Regions from separate parts of the Mus musculus genome. Here region 2 is linked to region 1. A link is a contact called in public Hi-C data. All regions are on one chromosome and are shown on one strand. The core of a region is the stretch at or near the end of the contact, and the rest is flanking DNA. Distances in the headings are between cores, read along the strand shown.

Region 1 (4,602 bases), core at 575-3,074:
GTGTGTGTTTGTGTGTGTGTGGGTCTGTATGCATGTGTATGTGTGTGTTTATGTGTGTGTATGTGTGGTGTGTTTGTGTGTGTATGTGTGTGGTGCATTGTGTGTGTGTGTTAGAAAGGGAAGGGACACTCATTATGGAATCTTATAAATGTGAAGGTGACATTCTTCACAGGATAATGTGCTTTATGTAGAAGCCTAATTAGTGATCATGAAGTGCAAATCATGAAATCCTGCTAATGAATGCACTAGTAATATCAGCTATCAAAGAGCGAGTGGGGTATGACACAAGATTTGATTGCTTTAGGAAAAGTAAACATTAATCTGCTCCATGATCTAACAATTATACTCCCTGGTATATATACAAGAGGATAAAAACACAGATATTCGACATTCATTCATCATTGTCAAACTCTAGGAGCAACCTGAATGTCTATCAATAAGGAGATGAATAAATAAATCACAAAAGTAAGTGATTCAGCAATGAAGAAGGATGGGGAATTGATCTACACAGCAAATGAATAAATTTAAACATTATGTTGAGCAACAGTCATTAGTCACTACAAGAAACATACTGTACTACCTCAATCCTGTAAATTTCAAGAATAAATGAAATAGTTATATGAGACAGTGGTTGTCTGAGTCTGTATAGGATAACAGTCAACTGCATAAAGACTCAAGGGAATTTTCTGGAATAAATGGAATGGTTCATATCCTAACTTGGGCAGAAGATACATGGGTAAATGTAGCTGATAAACTCATCATTTCTTATCTCCATGTATCTCACAGTAAACTGTGACTTCCCAAAGGTCAGATCTGAGAGAAGGGACAGGCTGAAAGGCCACAGAAAACACAAGCAAGCAAGCAAGCAAGCAAGGTTAAACGAATAAAGCAAATGTTTGAGGCATAAACTTAGAAATGCACAAATAGTCTTAACCACTATTTGTTTCTTTATGAATGATTTGTTAAACTCTTCATTATACAATATGTTCAGACATTAAGACATAGATATTTAGTGATATATGTCTTAAATGCTAACAATTTGGTTTGTAGATTTCTCTTGTCTTTGAACATTGATTCTTTAAAATAATGAACTTCTAAGCAGTTTTAAGCTCTATGTTAAGAGTGTCCTTATTACATCTGTTGACATTAAAATAGACAGTGGGCATAAAAGTGAAGGAAAGCCTACCAAGGATGCATATGTCACAGCAGAGCTTGGAGAACTGAAGGGTCTCTAAACATCTGGAATTCTCCAGATTCCAGCTGCATCTTCAGAGTAGGCACAATGATGACACAATAATGGACTGTTGTGTAACTAAGAGGAAGCATGCAAAGAGCACTTGGTAGCATTTGAGTGGTTCATTATCTCAGTTGCCTTCTGTCTCCTACCACATCATGACTTTCTCTGATAACAAAATATTGTTTCTTAACTAGTTAAACTGAATGTTCTGAAAGAGCCAACACAGAAATCACGAACAAAGAATACTGAATATTTCTGTCTAGGGACTAATCTTTGTTAACACTAATCCACCTGGAGCAGAGAACACAGGAAACAATAAATTTGCATCCATTGTTGCTGCGGCTTTAGTGGGAAGCTATAGAAATAACAGGCTGTTTTTATGATGTTATAAAGCTATATTGCCTAAACCTAGGATTGTCCGGTGTCCACTGCACACCAGATTCTGTGTTATGAACTAATTCAGTTGCAGATACAGCAAAGGATTATTTATCCTCAGGGCAAAAACAAGGAGGCCAATGTGTACTTCTCCAAAATAGAGCAGAAATTCACATTTCAACCACAGGCAGAAGCAATGCTCTGACCTAATCATAGGCTGACTGTGTAGATAGCAGAGCTGGAGGAACTTCACCCAGTACCTTCCAACTCAAGTTAGTGCTAACGAGGAGAGAAACAAGTTTTGATAATGATATATTTTTTGCCACAAGTTTCTCTTTGCACAGAAGTTCTTAACAAAATATGAAAGACTACACTTCCTTCCTTGTCCCCGAGGCCGAACATTGCACATAACATTTATTTAAATGTAAGATGCATTTATTTACATTTCAGGTCTCAGGAGATTTTTACACGCTGCATATGACCAGAAGACAGCGCCAAGACATCAACTGCTCTTCCAGACTAAGCCTCCGATCGTTTAGCCCATGTGCTTCTGCTTCAGCTGTTACAGCCCTAACAAGCAAAAGGATATCAGAGCAGCCCATCTTGAAAATGTATTTTTTTTCATAATGAAAGGGGAACCAAACTGTTATGAAGCCTTGGTAATGATCTTGACACCTCCTGTCTTCCCCCTCACCCCTTAGCCCGGTGTTATCTGTCTATCTGTCTCAGAGGGCAGTGCCACCATGCAGGAGATTATGAAGGAGTAGGAGCAGTTAGACTTCTCGAATCTGTTATAAAGAGGAATCCTATTTCTTCTGAGACCACTGAGATAATCAATCTTAAGTCAGTTGTTAGAAGACTATAAGAAGAAGAGCTAGGCCTCAGCGTGATAGGTCAATTGGGTGCAGATAAAATGTCACCTTTTCTCTTATAGAGCTCTGACACAAAGCATGTCTGTCTGCACGTGAACATAGAATAGGAAGGTATCACACTGACTGGTTATCTCAGTAACGATAAACACCATAGGAAGATTCCAACAGCCAGGTCACTGCCTCAGCCAACTAGCATTTGCCAAGAAGAAGATCTGATTATTCTGGATCTAATATGGTTAAAGGCTTGCTGGAGTCAGATATTTAAAATACTTTAAAGTATATGTATAGAATCACCAATCTCCTGAAACACACACACATTCACAGCCTCATTCCTTTGGCTCAGAAGTATTAGGATCTAAAGCTCTTAGATTGTTAAGTAAGTATAAGCTGTACTTCAACACACTTACCTCCTCGCCCTACCCGGAAGAGAACTTGACGAGGGGAGAGATGTAAGATCACATGCATCTATGAGGACTATTAGCATATTAATGAACCGTATGTCTATTTACACTTCCATCACCAAGATTATTTTACCAGCTATTTTAAGGAACAGGTTATGCTTTAATTAATAGCATTTGGGGAGAGGAAGCCAGCTGTATCTCCAAAGTGCATTCAAGCTCCAAACAATTTATTCCACATCAAGAGCTTCCAGCTCACCCAATACTTTAACATGTTAACACTGCCGATCAAGGAAGTACATCTTTTTAAAAATCCACATAGTTAGTTCCCAGAACTAAAGCTAATAAAAAGCATAGATGGCCAGCACACAAACTGATTACCTGCGGGGGATGAATAAGCATCCCTAGTTCAGATGACAAGGATTATAGGGGATTAAGACATGTCGGTTAGTTCATATTGTGTGAAGGTTTCAATGAGAAATATATAGCACAGGCCTATATATCTGAATATTCTATCTGATCTCGAGGATATTGGAACATTTTGGGCATGTGTCCTAGCTGGTAGGCATAGGAGTGGGTTTTGAGGGGGCTATAACCCAGTCCTATTCCTATTCCAACTTCAGTCCTCTCTCCCTCTCTGTCTCTCTCCTCTGTCTCTCTCCTCTCTCCCTCTCCTCTCCCTCTCCTCTCCTCTCCCTCTCCTTTCCCACTCCTCTCCCTCTCCTCTCCTCTCCCTCTCCTCTCCCTCTCCTCTCCCTCTCCTCTCCCTCTCCTCTCCTCTCCCTCTCCTCCTCCTCTCCTCTCCTCTCCTCTCCTCTCCTCTCCTCTCCTCTCCTCTCCTCTCCTCTCCTCTCCTCTCCTCTCCTCTCCTTTCCTCTCCTCTCCTTTCTTCTCTCTCTTTCTCTCTCCCAATATATATGGAATATATTACATTTTATTTCAGTTTAAAAACATACTTTTTTTTTTAGAAAAGAAAGTTACTAAACACAGAAAATGATTTTGTCCATGAGACTTTTATTTGGCTTTTACTTATTATGAGTAGCTGTGAGACAGTCAGCAAAGTGATGACTATAGTAGTAGTAACTAGTGATGCTCATGTCTCTGAACATGCTGGACCCTAAACAATTTATGCACATTTACTCATTTAGTTCTTACAAAAAGTCCTCAAGGGAAACATACAGAAAACAGGCTCTTGTATTCATAAAGCTGGTAAGTGAAATAAATCCAGAGGCCTGAACATACAACCCTCTTCCTTACGAACTTCAGCAGACCACCATGGCTATTTCTATTTGTGCATATGCTATTCATTTTGTTGGACATTCATTACACAATTTAAGAGAAGTGACCATTCCAGGTACTATGATGCATACAAATGCCTTCAATATGTATTTTTCTCTACTAAATACCCTCACCAGTGAACAGTGTGTGCAAGTCCCTTCTACTTACATTATATCAAGTCCTTATAGTCAAAACAGAAATGTCTAAGTAAAGTCAGAGTCATGTACAGTTACAGGCTGTGGGGTTTTTCAAGCCCATTTGCCTCCCTTGGCTTCAGCGGGGACCCTTCTTGGAACCTGTTGACCTAACTGCCATCAAAACTCTTCTTTGCCTCATGCTTCACTTTTGACTATTAAAATCCCACCATTCTGCTGCCTTGAAAATGCATATGCCTTCACGGTAGCACAGCTACATGAAGGGGAAGGTCAGGCTGCCCTCTCTC
Region 2 (4,602 bases), core at 1,274-3,773, 250 kb before region 1:
CTCCTCCCACTCCTACTGCACCACTTCAGCATCCACCTACACTGGGACATCAAACCTCCACAGGAACAAGGACCTCCCCTCCCATTGATGTTAGACAGGGCCATCCTTTGCTCTCTTCTCTCTCTCTCTCTCTCTCTCTCTATATATATATATATATATACATATATATATATATATATATAGTCATGGATCCCTCCAGTTACACTCCTTGATTAGTGGTCTAGTTTCACAGTCAAAATGTCTGCACCATGTCCTCTGCATATTTATTCTAGCTTTCTTTTTCGTATTATTTTTATCAGACTCCTGAGTGTGTGAGTGGGTAGGTCTCTCATTCTTGTGCCTTCTCTCTGGTCTCTTTTCCTCCTTTGGTTTGTCTTGCCCAACTTCAATGTGATGGTTGTTGTGGTTTTATTATATTTAATTTGTTATGGTTTGTTATCATTTCTTAGAAGTCTGTTCTTTTCTAATGAGAGACAGGAAGGGGGTGGATGCAAATGGTCAGGCAGGTGGGAAGGATCTAGGAGGAGTAGAGGAAGGGAAAACTGTAATCAGGATATATCTATAGAAAAAAATCTATTTTTAATAATAGGAAAAATCAAAACCAGTTAGGGTACTTACATGTCTAGATTTCTAACATTTATCAACTATATAATTATGAATTTGACCTATGATTTATGAACAAATTATACCGTATTTTAATTTACTTAGAGAACGAAGAGTTGAGAAATATTAAATACAGATTTGGGGTTTTGTGACAGTCTATTACAATCTAAATAAATTAAAGGTGGATTGACAAATACAACATAAATGATGGAAGATTTTTTTAAAAAGTAATTAACAAGTAGGTTTGTGATAACATCATATTCTCAGAACAACAACGTCAGTTATCAGTTAAGACCTTAAAAGAACAGTAAAGAATGATAAAAAAACAAATCACATGAGGGCTGTGCTGCATTCACTATTATTTATTTTCTGTTGTGATAATATAAACTAAATGACCTAATTCAAATGGTTGATAGGAAAATGAATGACCTCAAGCTTCATAAAGAGAGAAATGCTACAATGTAAACAATACATTATGTTTCATCTTTCCAAGAGATATTGTAGACTTAAGTGTTAGTATTGGGGGAAAAGAAAACACTAGAAAAGGAGAAATTCAAGGAAAGCTTATTACAGCTGGTTTCATTTGACAAAGAGTCTGCTTATGCTTCAGGCTTAAATATGAACAGTGATTCAACTGACATGATTCTTATACCATTGATTACATAAGAAAATGGGAAAGATGACTTATTTTTGAATAAATAACATTTCAGGTGCCAACAAACAATGCTCTGTGTTACCATATATCTTCCATACTTATTTGTATACCCCATCCTCTCTCATTCTGTACCTGTTATCCTCAATGTGAAAAAGTATTTGCATGTGTGTGTGTGTGTGTGTGTGTGTGTGTGTGTGTTGATATCACACACCCTTACATATTAAAACACTAGGAAAAGACAGTTCTGATAAGTTTACTCATAGTTCAATGTTGAAAGTTAACTACAACCATGTTCTGTCCTGTGATTGGTTCTGTAGGTTTGAGGTCCCACTGTGGAATTATCAGGCAGGAAATACAGCTTTTGTGCAGTAGGTGGAGCTGCTTTATCAGGCTGAAGTAGAACTACGTTGTCAGTCATTTAATTCAAGAATGAATAAAACATTTTCCTTGTTACATTTGCATAGTTCTCAAAGAACATGTATCTACTGCTTAAGCATCTTGAATCACACTCTCCCATGCCAAAGGGGTAGTAGCTTGCTCAGGGGTGTGATGTGCTCTTTCTACTTTGAAAACAAAAAGCTAACTTAAGTGTATAGGTTTTTGTCCTTGAATGAGCTTGTCAATTCAAGCGAAATACAGCTGTTTGCTTTTCTTAAAGGTTTTTGAAAGTGGAAGCTTCACAGGCCACTTATAAATTTCAGAATGAGAGAGTGTGGGATAGAGGAAAGTAGAAGAGAGAGGGACAGAGGTGGAAACAAAAGAGAGAAAGATAGAGACCATTTCTAGTTTTACTAGAATAGGGATAGAAATACAAAGGTACTCTAAACTGAAGAGAAACAGGAGGCATTTCACTCACTAGCAACATTCCAGCATCTCCATTTAATACCACACATTCTATAAAAAAATAGTGATTATATACTTTTGATTATAATTTAAGAAAAATGAGAATTTAGAAGACCGTTATAATTGAAGAGTTGGAAGTGTTTGAGCATGGTAAGATGACTTGAGGAAGACAGTATGCTTTCTATGGAGACACACAAGGCATCAAGGAAGGTAACAGATATGTATCTTTTATAAAGAGAAACTATCAGCTCTGCCAGTAGTTAAAGGAACTGCCCCAGCCAACTGCAATGACTACATGTTTCTTTCCCATGTTAACACCCAGTGCACTCTGCAAATCCCAAGTTCTGACGTGAGCACATTAGGCTATGGAGGGCCAGAGAGAGGCAGAGTTCAGATCGTAAATGGTCTTCCTACTACAATGAACATTTCATGGCGTTCTTACAAGGAGCAAACTATGCTTCCATTTTCTTATTAAAGCTGATGATTGGTTGGGGGAAAAGAGCTCACTCTTCTCACATTGCTGTCATGTCCTTCCATAGTCCCCCATTTGCATGGTGGCTGTTTTGTGCTTCACACAAAACCATCTCTTTTTACATTGTGGTCAAAGTAAAAATCTATGCATGCACTCACATGTACTTTCCTGAGTTTAGTTTTTTTTCCACTTTACACATGTGTATGACCACACATGTATGATCATGTGTATACGTGGGAAAACACATTGGTAAGATGTGCCTAGGAAGCAGAGCACCTGTGCTTGCATCATGGTTTGCCACCACATCAGTACCTCATAGCTCATCACCTTGGCAGTCCCTGAATTGTAGTTCTCTCATGGGCTTCCTTCAGCAGCAGATGAAAAAATGAAGAGAATGTTTTAGTATCTTCATAAAAACTTGCTGAGACTCCTTAACCCTGAGACCAACAAGCAGAATTTTTCCTCAGGAAAACATAAAATGCATGTGGCTTAGCTGAGCTTTTCCTGAGCTCTGATGGAACCTGGAAGCCATCCAGGCAGATCTCTGCTTCCCAGCCTTTTACAGCCTTCTCTAATGTATTCAAGTGAAACTAGCTAAAGGATTCAAAGGATGACTGCTGGGTGCCCTCCCTCCCCTCCACACACCATCTATTTCCTGTACAGGATGTCCGTGTCCTCTGAGCTCAATGGCTCTTATGTTACTCGGGAGAAAAATAAAAGGGCCATGTAGCAACCAACTGTAGCGTGGTGTAATGCTGTCCTGCCAATTGCTGAGCCATTTTCTTCTCAGGTATTTGATTTTTCTCTCCTCATTTAAAATAATTAACTCCACAAAAGCATGTAGACAGTCTTAATTTTGGGATCACAACTTTTCAGATATGGGGGGGGGAAGAAAAGCTAAAAAGATCGAATAGCCACTAAATGCCCTACAAAGAGCTGAGAGATGTCTCAGCTCTGTTCATTTTCTCATGAATTTCTATGAAGAGGAACAGCTGAAGTAGCTCCAAAGGAAGCTGACAAAATGCCCAATGGTTTGAGGTAAACACAAACCAATCTGTATCCAACATGTGTTTTATATTACACACAAATCTCACTTAATACCAAAATGAAAACACCTTCATGGTTGAGTGTTAAGGACAGGAGATGGGGATGGGGATCTATACTCTTAGAATGTCCCTTTCAAAAACCCACATGCTATGACAGCAAAGTTACAGCTCTTTCTGAGCCCCTCTGTGTGAGCATGTGTTGAAAATTCAACTTTTCGGTGTGCACACGTGAACAGTATTCTAGTCATCAATATGAGCATGGAAGGGTAAATTACTGGGGAGCATGCCTCAGCACAAGGTACAGCGAGTTTCTTTGTGTGAGTCAATACATGTGGCCAATGTTAATCATAAGCCTAGACACCGGCCCTCTTGAGGCCTCTAATCTAGACATATCCTAAGGGGAAAATAGAAAAAGCAGGTTAAATCCTGACAGCGATAGGCAATTGAGGAAAAGGAGCGTGTGCTGGGGTCTGGCTGCTTCATAGTTATTTCTGCAGGCTGAGGGTGTTCTCTTCCTGTTCTTGCCTTTATGATTCATTTCCTAACTGTGGTCCAGGAATTGAAAACTCAATTTGCATTTATCTTACCCTAATAAATACTGATTTGGCTTCCTTACATTACCGACTGTATTAGTCAAAATACAATGACCTAGAAAAGAGCAAAGTTCTATCTATGTTGCCTAAAAGCTTTGAAATATCTAGTCCCAGGCTGACTAAATCCATTACTCTATGGTGGGCTTCCTTGTGACAATGACAGAGAGTATGGGTGAAGTACATTGCTCATTCCATAGCTAGACGGCTAAAGAGGGAAATGGAGAGAGTGGTTCTCCAAACACCCTAGGGGCCAAATCCCTAATAACTTAAATACTTCTCATGGGGTCTGATCTCCTGGAGACTCCATCACCTCCCAGGAGTGGTGCACAAAGGATCAAGCCTTTAACAAATAGCAGAGATTCAGATCCAAGCCACAGAGCTACTCCTTTG

What was found. Hi-C and Micro-C count contacts between places; a contact is called where the count stands out from the background.
Region 2: a Hi-C map of the G1E-ER4 cell line shows a contact between it and region 1, with 6 times the contacts expected there. The contact joins two enhancer-like sites. A contact is called at or near these places in 1 of 15 datasets of contacts at CTCF or cohesin (the NIH/3T3 cell line), 1 of 484 Hi-C or Micro-C datasets (the G1E-ER4 cell line), 1 of 115 datasets of contacts at active chromatin or transcription factors (memory CD8 T cells) and 2 of 9 other capture datasets (adipose tissue and pancreatic islet).

The regions. Positions count from the first base shown.
Region 1 is chr8:81,771,428-81,776,029 of GRCm38.p6, reverse strand. The region is part of intron 7 of Inpp4b (inositol polyphosphate-4-phosphatase, type II); the gene reads right to left. Among named protein-coding and RNA genes, the nearest start is that of Gm25267, 380 kb to the left of the region's middle. Within about 2 kb of position 1,824, at least 49 of the 459 cell types and tissues checked have an H3K27ac peak or open chromatin away from gene starts, as enhancers often do. A contact at or near this core is called in the G1E-ER4 cell line, where this site is marked.
Region 2 is chr8:82,026,157-82,030,758 of GRCm38.p6, reverse strand. The region is part of intron 17 of Inpp4b (inositol polyphosphate-4-phosphatase, type II); the gene reads right to left. Among named protein-coding and RNA genes, the nearest start is that of Gm25267, 120 kb to the left of the region's middle. Within about 2 kb of position 2,523, at least 36 of the 459 cell types and tissues checked have an H3K27ac peak or open chromatin away from gene starts, as enhancers often do. A contact at or near this core is called in the G1E-ER4 cell line, where this site is marked.